Regions from separate parts of the Mus musculus genome. Here region 1 is linked to region 2. The links are chromatin contacts, called in public HiChIP or PLAC-seq maps. All regions are on one chromosome and are shown on one strand. The core of a region is the stretch at or near the end of the contact, and the rest is flanking DNA. Distances in the headings are between cores, read along the strand shown.

Region 1 (6,727 bases), core at 287-2,786, 500 kb before region 2:
TGTCAAGTTGACAGAGGCTGGAATTATCACAGAGAAAGGAGCTTCAGTTGGGGAAATGCCTCTGTGAGATCCAGCTGTAAGGCATTTTCTCAATTAGTGATCAAGGGGGAAAGGCCCCTTTTGGGTGATGCCATCCCTGGGCTGGTAGTCTTGGGTTCTATAAGAACCCAGGCTGAGCAAGCCAGGGGAAGCAAGCCAGTAAAGAACATCCCTCCATGGCCTCTGCATCAGCTCCTGCTTCCTGACCTGCTTGAGTTCCAGTCCTGACTTCCTTTGGTGATGAACAGCAGTGTGGAAGTGTAAGCAGAATAAACCCTTTCCTCCCCAACTTGCTTCTTGGTCTTGATGTTTTGTGCAGGAATAGAAACCCTGACTAAGCCGGGTGTGGTGGCAAAAAAGAAACCCCGACTAAGACATGTGGATGTATATATATGTACACACATATACATATATGCACACACATGTATACACTGCACACACACATGCATACACATGAATACAGACACACAAGTTTATCTCTGCATTTTTGAAAGAACAGTAAATCAATGATCATCTGTATCTAGTCCAATAATTTTTAAAGTGTCTTCCTTTTATAGAAGAATAAATTCTAGGGGCTGGCGAGATGGCTCAGTGGTTAAGAGTGCCGACTGCTCTTCCGAAGGTCCGGAGTTCAAATCACAGCAACCACATGGTGGCTCACAACTATCCATAACGAAATCTGATACCCTCTTCTGGAGTGTCTGAAGACGGCTACAGTGTACTTACATATAATAAATAAATAAAACTTAAAAGAAAAAAAGAACAATGTAAAAACTAACATTATTAAAAAAAAAAAAAAAGAATAAATTCTAAGCTGGGTGGTGGTGGCACACGCCTTTAATCCCAGCACTCCGGAGGTAGAGACAGGCAGATTTCTGAGTTCGAGGCCAGCCTGGTCTACAAAGTGAGTTCCAGGACAGCCAGGGCTATACAGAGAAACCCTGTCATGAAAAAAAAAAAAAAAGAATAAATTCTATTTCTTACCTTGTCCAGTAAAGTGAAGTAAGAGAGTTCTACAAGAACCTTTACGTAACCTACTAAACCCTTGGACATTCTTGAGGTATTGATTGGCAGTTTGTTTCCATGGAAGGGGTCTATTTTTCTATTTTACTCTTGAGTTTCCCAAAATACCACTCAGGCTTTTCCTTTCAAAGCCAAAGAATGTTTAAGATAAAGGTCTTTGGGTAAAATGCAAAACAAAAAACAAAAAAACACTTTTCTTTCTTTTTTCTTTTTCTTTTCTTTTCTTTTCTTTTTTTTTTTTTTTTTTTTTTTTTTTTTTTTTTTGAGACAAACCCTTTCAAAATGCATTTTGAGGCAGGCTTTGATGCCTCAAGGGACAACTCCCTTTGGTTCTATTAATGATTACACAGACAAGGAGAAGTGAATGAGCCTAAGGCATGCAGTGTTTTAAGCAACCCTCATGACTCTCAGACTCATGAGGCAGGAAGTCCTTTAGCTTGTGGGCGTTGGAATGCTGTGCAAAGGGGAGCCCTAACGAAGTGAAATGTACAAAGCATGATGGGAATGAGCAACAGAGTGGACCACAGAGGCCAGAGGAGTCTCTCTAACCTCACACTGCAAATACTTGCTCATGAAACTGAAAAACCAGCTTGAGGTTTTTGAAGAAATAAGCTAGCAGTGATAACTGTGTTGGCTTTATACTGATTCACTTGGAGTGAGAAAGACACAGAAGATTCTAGTAGGAAAAAAAAAAAGATATAGTTAAGCCAGATGCAATGGCACGGAACTGTAATCTTTTTTTTTTTTAAATTGTGAATTTTTTTAAATTAGGTATTTTCCTCATTTACATTTTCAATGCTATCCCAAAAGTACCCCCTACCCTCCCCCCACTACCCACCCACTCTCACTTTTTGGCCCTGGCGTTTCCCTGTACTGGGGCATATAAAGTTTGCAAGTCCAAAGGGCCTCTCTTTCCAGTGATGGCCGTCTAGGCCATCTTTTGATACATATGCAGCTAGAGTCAAGAGCTCCGGGGTACTGGTTAGTTCATAATGTTGATGGAACTGTAATCTTAGCACTTGGGGAAATGGAGGCAGGAGCCAGGGCAGGAGCCAGGTACACAGTGAGTCTAAAGGCCAGCCTGGGATATGGGAGACCCTGTTCCAAAAGACAAACGAGAAAAAGAGAGAGAGAGAGAGAGAGAGAGAGAGAGAGAGAGAGAGAGAGAGAGAGAGAGAGAGGGAGAGAGAGGGAGAGAGAGGGAGAGGGAGGGAGAGAACTTGGCTGAATGGTTGTGATGATGGTTCATGCCTTTAATCCCAGCATTTGGGATTAAAGTCATGGGGTGTCTGGAAAATGCTGCTAAACTCTGCAAAAAAAAAAAAAAAAAAAAAGTCGGGCGTGGTGGTGCACACCTTTAATCCCAGCACTTGGGAGGCAGAGGCAGGCAGATTTCTGAGTTTGAGGACAGCCTGGTCTACAGAGTGAGTTCCAGGACAGCCAGGGCTACACAGAGAAACCCTGTCTCGAAAAGCAAAAAAAAAAAAAAAAAAAAAAAAAAAGACAGATGTGGTTCTGGCTTCTTTTATACATAGTGGTATTTGTGGTTTTGTTCTTAAAAGAGTGCTGCACCCCAGAGTGTCAACACCAAGAGACTCTGAGGCAAGAGCCCATTCTTGGTCACCGGCTAATAAAAGGACTTATATACTCTTAATTGGCTTAATTAAGGTGGTTGTCATAGCTTTCGTAAGTGGACCATTTTACCGGAAGTTCAAGATCTCCCTCAACAACTTCAGGAATTCAAGGCCAGCCAGGATTAGAGACCTGCTCTTGAAGTGTGTGTGTGTGTGTGTGTGTGTGTGTGTGTGTGTGTGTGTGTGTGCTCCTCGAATGTGTCTGTGTGTTATATGTGTGCAGCTGTCTCAGAAGCCAGAAAAGCTTCTGATCCCAGGGAACTGGAGTCACAGGTACTTGCTGAGTGAATAAAAAGAAAGAAAAAAAAAAGAAAGAAAAGGAACATGATTAGTCCCAGGTTTCAGCATCAGATGAATGAGAAAAAGAAACAAAAAGCAAAGAAAATGGTCCTGGTTGGCTTACAGACAATTCCACTAGGCTCCTCCCAGAGCCTAGCAACAGCTTACATCATCACCTGCCACCAGGTGCCAGCCAGGTGTGTAAGAGGATTGCTGGTACCCCAGCTTTCTCTCCATCTCCCGTTCTTTCTCTTTCCCCTTTCACACTCTCTCTTTGTTACCACGTGTTCCTGGCCAGCCTCTTCTTCCCACCTCCCTCTCTTTCTGTCCTCCTCTGTCCCCCCTTTCTCTGTCTCTACTCTTTTCCAGATCCCCCTCCCTTCTACCAATAAACTTCCTTCTATGCTAAGCCTATCGCTTGGCATGATTGTTCAGGTACACCTCAGCATGTCCCCCTCCCCAGGTCCTCCCTCCCACCGCAGCATACAGCCATTTTATGAAACATGACAGTCCTAGGTATGGTGGACGAGAAGGTTTATTCTAGATATATGGAAGAGCATAGTCAGAGGCAGGGACATCTGGGAGACTCCAGAGTAGGGATGACCAGACTGAGCTGGGCCACATGGGGAGGCAGGGAGGAGGAGGGAGAGGAAAGGGCAGGGGAACCAGGAGGCTCAATGGTACGAAGAGAGCAGGTAACCAAAATGACTGGCTTATATAGGGAAGAGCAGCCCAGCCCCTGCAATGAAAAATTCAGGCTATGGAGTGGGGTAAACCAGCCAGAGAGCCCTGTAACAGGTAGGGACTGAGGGATGCTGGGAGAACCTGGCAGCCAGGTCTGGTTTGATGTGTTAAACAGGCACCTCAGCCATTCATTCCAGGTTTGAAACCTAACACTTGTGACAACTCAACACCAGGTACTGGAAAAGCAATCCTTAAGGAGGCCATCTTTCCAGGTTTCTTAACATTTGCTTGCTTGCTGGTGCCTTCAGGAAGTTCCTTTTTATATTTTATCTATATGTGTTTGCTTCTTATTTAGGAAGGGCTTTCGGTGAAGGAACAGCCCAGCTTTTACTGGAAAGGGACCTTCTTCCCGTTTTTGACAGGTTCCCATCCTTTACAGGATGGACTTGGGGACTTTCTGTCATAAGAGGGTGTTCCAGCTTAGCTTACACCTTCTCTGTTCTGACGTCCATTTCTCAAAGGAGCTCTGCTTCCCTTTAGAGAGGAATACTCTTTCGAAATTGGGCCCCTGGTATCAAGTTGTATACATAGTTTTAGTGCTTCTGGGGTTTTCAACGTGTCTGTATTTATAAAGAGATTCGCAGAGGTTGTGCAGCTACAGTGCTGCCTCCAGCTCCTTTCTTTCTTCCTGAAGCAGAGTCTCACGTAGCCCAGGCTGTCCTCCAACTCCTATGTAGCTGAGGATGTCCTTGGATTTCAGATCCTCCTGTCTCTGCCTCCCGAGTGCTGGGATAACAGGTATGCATGGCCACTCCTGCAGTGAATGGAGTGGGGCCGGGACCCAGGCTGCAGGTATGCTGGACAAGCACGCTACCAACTGAGCTACACCCCCACCTCTGACTGCCGTTTGAGACAGTGTCTCACTTTGTAGTCCTACTCAGCCTGGACTATGAAGGGACTCTGGAGAGCTTGAGCGTGGAGAGCATGGCCTTGCCCTTCTCCCTTTTGAGACAGGGTTTCTCTGTGTAGCCCTGGCTGTCCTGGAACTCACTCTGTAGCCCTGGCTGTCCTGGAACTCACTCTGTAGACCAGGCTGGCCTCGAAACTCAGAGATCTTCCAGCCTCCCGAGTGCTGGGATTAAAGGGTGCACCACTACCACCTGGCTACCGTTAGGTTATATTTCTTAAAGCTGGCCACTTCCTCCTTCTGAGGCTAAGAAGATTCAACTATGGAAATATTAAAGTCCAGCAATCAGAAGTCCTCTTTGGCTCACTAATTAACATGCTCAACCAAAATTAAACACCTCATCCTGCACGGGGCGTGTCCGTGTCCATGGACCTTTATAAACTACCATTTTCTTATGTGCCAGGTCTGTCTTCTCTCCATCCAGAGGCAGGCAGTTCCTTGTCATCCTGTTCCCTGCCTTTCCCTGTAGGAGAAGGTAAGGGAGACTGGGATGTAGTTTCTTCCCTCAAACTTTGATTCTTTGTGTTTGCAATGTGTGGACCGCCCCTCTATCTCCTGTCTTTGGCTCTTACTCCCTGCCCTCTGTCCCTGTGAGGCAAATAAACCTCCTTTGTGCTGCAGATTTGCTCTTGGGGATCCTGAGCAAATACTTTTCCTTTCAGACTTGATGTTTCTGTATCTACTAGGTGGGATCCTCCAGCCTCTGCCCCAGGCTGCTGAGATTACAGACACGGGCTAACCACGCCCAGTTGACCTGGTGTTGGGTAGCTATTCTAGGGCTTCTCAAATGCTGGGAAATTGTTCTACCAACAGGGTCACACTGGATTTCTTGCTTCTAGGTTTACTTACTTTTAGTGTGTGTGTGTGTGTGTGTGTGTGTGTGTGTGTGTGTGTGTGTGTTGCCTGTAGCTGTGTATATGTGCCATATACATGGTTGGCATCCAAGGAGACCAGAAAAGGTCACTGAAGCCCCTGGAATGGAGTTACAGGTGGTTGTGAGCTGCCTCATGGATGCTGGGAAGCAAACCTGGAGCCCCTGGAGGACAGTGAGAACTTTTTAACTGCTGAGTCATCATTCCAGCCTCCTTCTTTTTGAATACTTTTCTTCTATTGTGAGTGGGGTGGTGGTGGCATAGGCCTTCAATCCCAGAAGTCAGATCAAAAGAGACAGGGAGATCTCTGAGTTCGAGGCCAGCCTGCTCTACAGAGTTCCGGGCCAGCCAAGGCTACACAGAGAAACCTTGTTTCAAAAAAAACAAAACAAAAACAAAAACAAAACAAACAAACAAAAAAACCCACAAGCTTTTATACCTTCCTTTTATGCTCTAAGGGTTCTGTTGCCCACGGCTCCCTCTTCAAAATTTCCCAAGCCCAGTAAACCATATGACAAAACAAACAAGCGAAAGAGCTGGAGGTGGTGTTTAGGCTGGAAATCGGAGACTCGGAATCTGAGACAGGAGAATCAGGTGTTTGGTCTGTAGAAGACCCTGACCCAGTGGTTCCCACAGCCTCCCAAAAAGCAGCTTTGAGGAAGCAGCTTCAATAGCAGAGAGCTCAGCTGGTGCCTGGAAGCCCTAGGTTCAATTCTCAGCACCAAAGAAACGAATTGGGAGGACAAAACAGAGAGCTCATCTATAACATTTAACTCTCTAGCCTTAAACAGAACTCTGGTAAACATTAGACACACAAAGAGTCAAAGTTTGAGGGAAGAAGCTACAGCCCAGTCTCCCTTACATTGTTCTTTCTGTCAAAAATATTTATTAAGTGGAAAAATATTACACTGGATGCTAGGCACTAGGCTCAGCTATGAAAATACAGCAGCAACCAAGAGAGAGAGAGAGAGAGAGAGAGAGAGTTCTTTTCTCGGGAGTTTTGTTTCTTGGTACAAATTACATCTTTCCCCCAGCATTGAATCAGCTAGTCTCTCTCTCTCTCTCTCTCTCTCTCTCTCTCTCTCAGATTTATTTATTATACATAAGTACACTGTAGCTGTCTTCAGATACACCAGAAGAGGGCGTCAGATTTCATTATGGATGGTTGTGAGCCACTATGTGGTTGCTGGGGTTTGAACTCAGGACCTTTGGAAGAGCAGTCAGTGCTC
Region 2 (6,480 bases), core at 557-3,056:
CCAGAGGGGACTTGAATGTTGACTGCACTTCCCTAGTGTCCCTCTCCTTGCCCTCTCCCCATACCCTGGTTCTTTGTCACGCCTGCTTCTGTTCTGCCCACTGGTGCTTTGCCTCTTTCGTTGGCTTTACTCCTGCTGTCTGCCATGACACAGTGACAGCACCGGAAGGCTTCTCTGTGGAACTGTCCCCTGTTTCTCCCCTCTCCCACCAAAGCCTCCCACCAGCAGTTCACTCAGACGCCTTGGTCATTTTCTTTAACAGATTCAGTCCCAAGTCCAAGATCCCTGCAAGGTAGGATGCCCCCACTGTGCCCCAACTCTGCGTGTGGCTTTGTTAGCGGGTCCCAGTTTCTCTGTGCTTCCTTTCTTCCCTGGTGGGTTGCAGTGCCGTGTAGTACATTTCCTGTCTCCACCTTGGTGTGCCCCCCCCCTCCCTGAGTCCTAGTCTTTGCTCTCTGTCCCTTCCCTCTCCTGCTTAGAATTTACCTGCCCCAGCACAGCAGTCTCTTCCCTGTGTGGCTGTCTCTGGCTCCTTTCCTTGGCGGGAGGTGGAGACAGAAGGAGCGAGAGCCAGCCCACAGCTCTGGGACTCAGGGGTGTCAGCAGGGATGGTCCTGGGGAAGAGGGTGCCATCAGCTGAAAGGGGAGCGGCAGAGAGCAGTTGATACCTCTGATCTGACTGCTGGCTGCTGTAGGGAAGGGACCGCACCTCCACCCTGACTCTCATCTGCATCTCCTCATCGCTTTGCTTCCGTGCCGCGACTTCAGCAACTTGAGTACCGCCAGCCGTGTGCGCCCCACCGCTCCTGACTCCAGAGCAGTGTAGGGTTCTCCCAGGTTTGATAGAAGAGCAGAGAAAGGTGGGAAGAGAGAAAGTAGGAAGGTCAGCTAGTATCTGTCTTTTTCAGGACCTGAAGGGGTGTGGTCTTTGGTGTCAGAGGTCACAGTTGACAGTGGACATTTCCAGTGCAGGTACACACACATCTCACACACACATTTGCCCATTGACCAAGCAGGTAGATCAGGTAGATTACTCAGTTACCTGTATCAGGACTTTCTTATGACTTGATTTTTTTCCAATACTGGGAACCAAACTCAGAGCCTCCTTGCATGCTGAGCAAACCACTATCCCACTGAGCTCTGCCTAGTGTATCTGACATTCACAGTTGTAAGGGCAAGAGAGTCTTCATCGATGACTGATCCCTAGAGAAGGTAGAAATATCTAAACAAAGACAGTGGCCCCCTCTGACTATCAGTTTTTGTTTCTAAGGCTTACTTTTTTTTTAATTATTTATTTTATGTATATGAATACACTGTGAACCTTCATGTGGTTGTTGGAAATTGAATATTAGGACCTCTGCTTGCTCTGGTCCACCCTGCTCACTCCAGTCAGTCCTGCTTGCTCTAGTAACTCCTCTGACTCCAGCCTAAAGACTTATTTATTATTATACATAAGTACACTGTAGCTGACTTCAGATGCATCAGAAGTTGCGTCAGGTCTCGCTACAGATGGTTGTGGGCCACCGTGTGGTTGCTGGGATTTGAACTCAGGACCTTCGGAAGAGCAGTCAGTGCTCTTACCCACTAAGCCATCTCGCCAGCCCCTAAGGCTTACTTTTAAGTATGTGGACTTGAGTGTATCTTAGCTGGGGTGGGGTGAGGAGTGATGGATGTGAGCGCAGGTGCCTTGGGAGAGCAGAAGAGGGTGTTGGATCCCTTGGTGCTGGAGCTCCAGGCAGTTGTATCTTTAGTAAGTAAGCCACCTGACATGGCTGCTAGGAAGGGAAGCCAGGTCCCCTGCAGGAGCACAACCAGCTCTTATCCCTGAGCCATCTCTCCAGCCCCTCTGCTAGCTCTTAATCCTTTCATTGTCTGCCTCCAGCGCGATCACGGTTTCCTGGAAGGCGAGGCCTTTGTGCTGATAGAGCAGCAACAGACAGACTCAGTCTCCAGGGAGCCCTCCTCCCCTAGGGGAAGCGGGCGGAGGCAGGCACCTTCATTTGGTCCTTAAGCTAGAGAAGAGAGAGGACAGGAAGGAGACCAGGTCATGGAGAGTGCCCTCCACTCTTAGTAGGGCCATTAAGGTTGGAGGGAGGGGAGGGGCTTCCTGCTACTGATGCCAGTGGCCCTCTTGGCTTTGCTTTCTCTCTGCTTAAGGAGGTAAGCACTTGAACTCTGACTTTAAAGCAGGAGGTGTGGGTGGGCATCGTCCTTATCTCTGAAGATGGGTTTCTATGTAGCATGGCACTTGGACTCAGTGGGGGCTCCCCTGGGAATGTCAGAGCCTCACTACTTTATGGCCTCCTTTATCACACGACTGTGTTTTTGTCAAGTCTGTAATCCTGGCTCTCCAAGGTGACCCAGGACCACCATCTATGTGGATATCTGTTTCAATTTCCTGGGCTAGAAAGGATGAGACTGGATTATGTGGCAGCTCTTACTCTAAGGTTCCACGTCTTATAGGAACCCCGGGATGACAGTAAATCTAGGTGTTCACGAATCAAGAGCCTTCTGACTCTTGCAGTAAGAGGCTTACTGCTGGCCTGCAGGAGGATTTATTCAGACCTTGATCTTGGCTAGCCAAGCGTGCCGTAGTACAGTAGGTTAATATCAGAGGCCTCTGGGTGAGATGCATTGCTCTCCCTAGGGGAGCACAGAATGTCCCCCAATGGCTGGTTTCCTTCCCTAGGTCATTCGGGGAGTTGAAAGGGGAAGACAATCGAGGGACCTTTCCCTTCTGGCTAGTGGCTGCATTCCTGTAGCCTCTTTGTACCATCATAGCCTTTTCCCTGTTATTCAATGAGGGTTTTGCACTCTGTAGACCACTGCCTACTTCTGTCTCCCCGGTTCTGGGATTAAAAATGTGAACCACCATGCCCAGCCTGCTCGGTTCATTAAAGTCTTCCCTGCTATTAGAAAGCCTGTCTCAAGAGGATTGTTCTGAGCAGCCAAGAGACACTTGGGAGATAAGGAGGGTGGGAGAATGGGTCTAGGGATTCGGGTGAGGGCCCTGTGGCCCTGTGCTGGCTTGTGTTGAGATAAGGCTGGGCTAGCCTCAGCCCTGGCTGCCTCAAGCCTCTGTACAGGACCCCTACTGACCTAGAATTTGTGTGTATTTAAATGCTGATTGTTGCTGGGTTTCTCTCTAGTTTACAGGCTGATTAATACTGTTGGGACTATAAAGTCCTCAGCAAAACAGGAAGGGGTAAACTTTTTTTCTTGTGCCTCTAAAAATAATTTATTAAGGGTGGAGGTGGTGGCATGAGCCTTTAATCCCAGCATTTGGGAAGCAGAGGCAGATCTCTGAGTTCAAGGCCAGCTTAGTCTACAAGAGTGAATTCCAGGTCAGAGCTGCACAAGAAAATCCTGTTTTAAAAAAACATTAATAATAATTAATAATTTTTAAAAATTGAGCCAGGCATGGTGACTCATACCTCCAATTCCAGCAGGCAAAAAGCTGAGACTGAGAGATTGTCACAGATTAAGGTATAGTGAGTTCCAGGCAGTCTGGGTTACATAAAAACTGAAAGTAAAGGGAGAAGAGCTGGTGGTGTGTTATGAGCCTGCAGTACCAACAGTTAGGAAGGAGAGGCAAGATCAGGAGTCTAAGGTTGTCCTTAGCTACATGGTGAGTTCAAGGCCAGCCCCAGTTACATGAAATCCTGCTTAAAAACCAGCAGCTGGGGCTCGAAGTAAGGCTCAGAGGTTAACGGCACTTACAGATCTTGCAGAGGACTTGGTTAGTTCCCAGCACTGATGTGGCAGATGGCTCACATCTGCTCATAACTAGTTCTGGAGGATCCGATTCCATTTTCTGGTCTCCACAGGCATTGCACAAGGAGTACACAATAAACATACATGTAGCCAGAACACTTATACACGCATTAAAAATAAATAAAAATTAAAAAATTGTTGCGTGTGGTGACGTATGCCTTTTTTCCCAGCACTTGGGCGGCAGAGGCAGGCACATCTCTGTGATGTTGCTGTCAACCTGGTCTGTACAGCATGGTGCTTGTCAGCCAGAGCTACATAGTGAGTCTCTGTCTCAAAAAGACAAACAAGAGACCGGAGAGATGGCTCCGCTTAAGAGCACTGGCTGGTTTTCTAGAGGACCTGAGTCTAATTCCCAGAACCCACATGACTGTGCACAACCAGCTGTTAGCTCCAGTTTCAGGGGATTCGACGCCCTCTCTGGCTTCCGTGGGCACCAGGCAAACGTGATTTACAGACATACCTAAGAGACAAAACACCTATACATGTAAGAGAAATTAATTAATTAATGACAAATTTGAAACAAAAGAATGACAAATACCTTATTGAGTATGCAGACCACGGAGTACGTTATGGAGGACTCCTGAATCTGTAGCGTAGCTGGGACACTTAGCTTGCCCTGTGAGAACTCTCAGGCATCTTCCGCCGTGGGCCCTTTTCTGTCTGAGGACTCCTTCTCTGTTCACCGTGGGACTATTCTCTGGCCACGCGGGTCTCGTTAGACAGTTGTCATTCCGTCTGCTGCTTCCTTCTAGAAAAACTGAGGCAAGTCTCTCAGGATTTATTATCTTAACCCTTCGTTTGCTGCTCTGAAGAACTTCCAAACTGGACGTGTAGCCTAGGGGTTCAGGAAGGGAGCCCCGTGGATCTTCCTAAGGTGTGTGTTCTGGGTGCACTTGCTGTGTCTTTGCCCACTAGGAAAGAGTGCCACCCTCTTCAGCCGACATACCAAGGCCATCGTGTGGGGCATGCAGACCCGGGCTGTGCAGGGCATGCTGGACTTTGACTACGTGTGTTCCCGAGACGAGCCCTCAGTGGCTGCCATGGTCTACCCTTTCACGTGAGTCACCCCAAGGCAGGGAGTCTGGAAGTGGCTAAGTGGGATTCTCACCTTTAGATGAAGCTTGAGAGTCAGCCTCCCATCTTTGCATGGGAGGGATCTACCCATCCCAGGGATTGGGACAGTCCACGTTCCTGGGGACCCCTTGCCCTCAGATAGGAACTTTTAGGGAATCTTGCTGTTCTTGAAGAAGTTCCTCCGTTCAGTTTCCCCTCCCCAGAGCTGGTGGGTTAGGGGTGTTCTTACTCTTGCACTGTTTTCTTGCAGTGGGGATCACAAGCAGAAGTTTTACTGGGGACACAAGGAAATCCTGATCCCTGTCTTCAAGAACATGGCTGACGCCATGAAGAAGCACCCGGAGGTAGACGTGCTGATCAACTTTGCGTCTCTGCGGTCCGCTTACGACAGCACCATGGAGACCATGAACTATGCCCAGGTAGAGCCTGCACCTGGGATAGCTAGGGGGGAATCAGAGAGAGCTCCTGAGTGGAATTTACAGTCACGGCCACTTGTGAGCAAGGACTTGGGAATTGGCTTGGGTGAAAGTACTTGAAGATGGGTGCTTCTCAGAGTGGGTTAAGAGTTCAGCGTGAGCAGTGGCTACCTCGCTGGGTTACCAGAAATCAGTTCCAGCTCATTCCCTCCCAGACTGGCTTGAACCAGTCTCAGAAGCACTGTTTTGAGCTGAGTATCGTTCAGTGGCAAAGCCCTTGCCTATGAATATAAGGCCTTGAGTTCTATCCCTAGCACCATCCCCCAAAACACCTTCTTACAGGGTATTCTGTACTTATTTCAGGGCAGAATGAATAGCAGGTGGATACTTCCAAATCTCTTTTCTCAGCAACATGGCCACCAGGTTTCAGCATACCCACCCCATACCTCGTTCTGACCAGTAGATTGGCAACATCACTCTTGTCCTTCCTAGTCTTGTCACAAGTGTCTTGGATTAACATCTGCACGTATTCCTGATCATCCCCTGTCTTAGTTTCCATTGCTGTGAAGAGACACCATGACCAAGGCAACTTTTAGAACGGAAACATTTCATTGGGGCTGGCTTACAAATTCTGAGGTTCAGTCCATTATCACCATGGTGGGAAACACGGCAGCATCTATGCAGACACGGGGCTGGAGGAAGGCAGTCAAGAGGAGGGTCTCTTTCCACACTGGACAGAGCTTGAGCAGAGACACCTCAAAGCCCAGTGACATACTCCCCCCAATAATGCCACACCTCCCAGTAGTGCCACATTCCATGGGCCAAGCATATACAAACCATCAGATCACCCTGACACAGATGTCTAGAAGTTGAACTGCTACATCAGAATGACCGTTTGGAAATTTCTAATACATCCAGGCTTCCAGAGCATTCACGATCTAAACTCCAATTAGCAGGAATTCAGTTTTGTTTTCTTTTGAGACTGGTCTCGTCATCTAGCCCAGGCTGGCCTGAAACTCTGAGGTCCACCTGTCTCTGCTCTCAGAACGCTAGGATTAAAGGTGTTCACCAGCTCCAGTTTCTACTTGCCAACACCAAGCAACTATGTAATGAATTAGTGTTCTGTATACTCTGCATGTCTTTGGACATTAATTAAAACTAACTAACAGAAACACTGGCTTGCCATTTGTGCCCTGGATCCTATTCCTCCTTCCCC

The links. HiChIP or PLAC-seq counts read pairs in DNA pulled down with a chosen protein or histone mark.
Region 1: an H3K27ac HiChIP or PLAC-seq map of extraembryonic endoderm stem cells shows a contact between it and region 2, with 4 times the contacts expected there. The contact joins two enhancer-like sites. A contact is called at or near these places in 4 of 39 promoter capture datasets (the C10 cell line, hippocampal neurons and liver) and 2 of 115 datasets of contacts at active chromatin or transcription factors (embryonic midbrain and extraembryonic endoderm stem cells).

What each region holds. Positions count from the first base shown.
Region 1 is chr11:100,998,005-101,004,731 of GRCm38.p6, reverse strand. No RefSeq gene overlaps it. Among named protein-coding and RNA genes, the nearest start is that of Atp6v0a1, 8.1 kb to the left of the region's middle. Within about 2 kb of position 1,536, at least 75 of the 459 cell types and tissues checked have an H3K27ac peak or open chromatin away from gene starts, as enhancers often do. A contact at or near this core is called in extraembryonic endoderm stem cells, where this site is marked.
Region 2 is chr11:100,496,972-100,503,451 of GRCm38.p6, reverse strand. It overlaps Acly (ATP citrate lyase), which reads left to right. Exons shown (of 28, transcript NM_134037.3): 14 at 4,690-4,831; 15 at 5,099-5,267. Among named protein-coding and RNA genes, the nearest start is that of Mir7116, 22 kb to the right of the region's middle. Within about 2 kb of position 1,806, at least 33 of the 459 cell types and tissues checked have an H3K27ac peak or open chromatin away from gene starts, as enhancers often do. A contact at or near this core is called in extraembryonic endoderm stem cells, where this site is marked.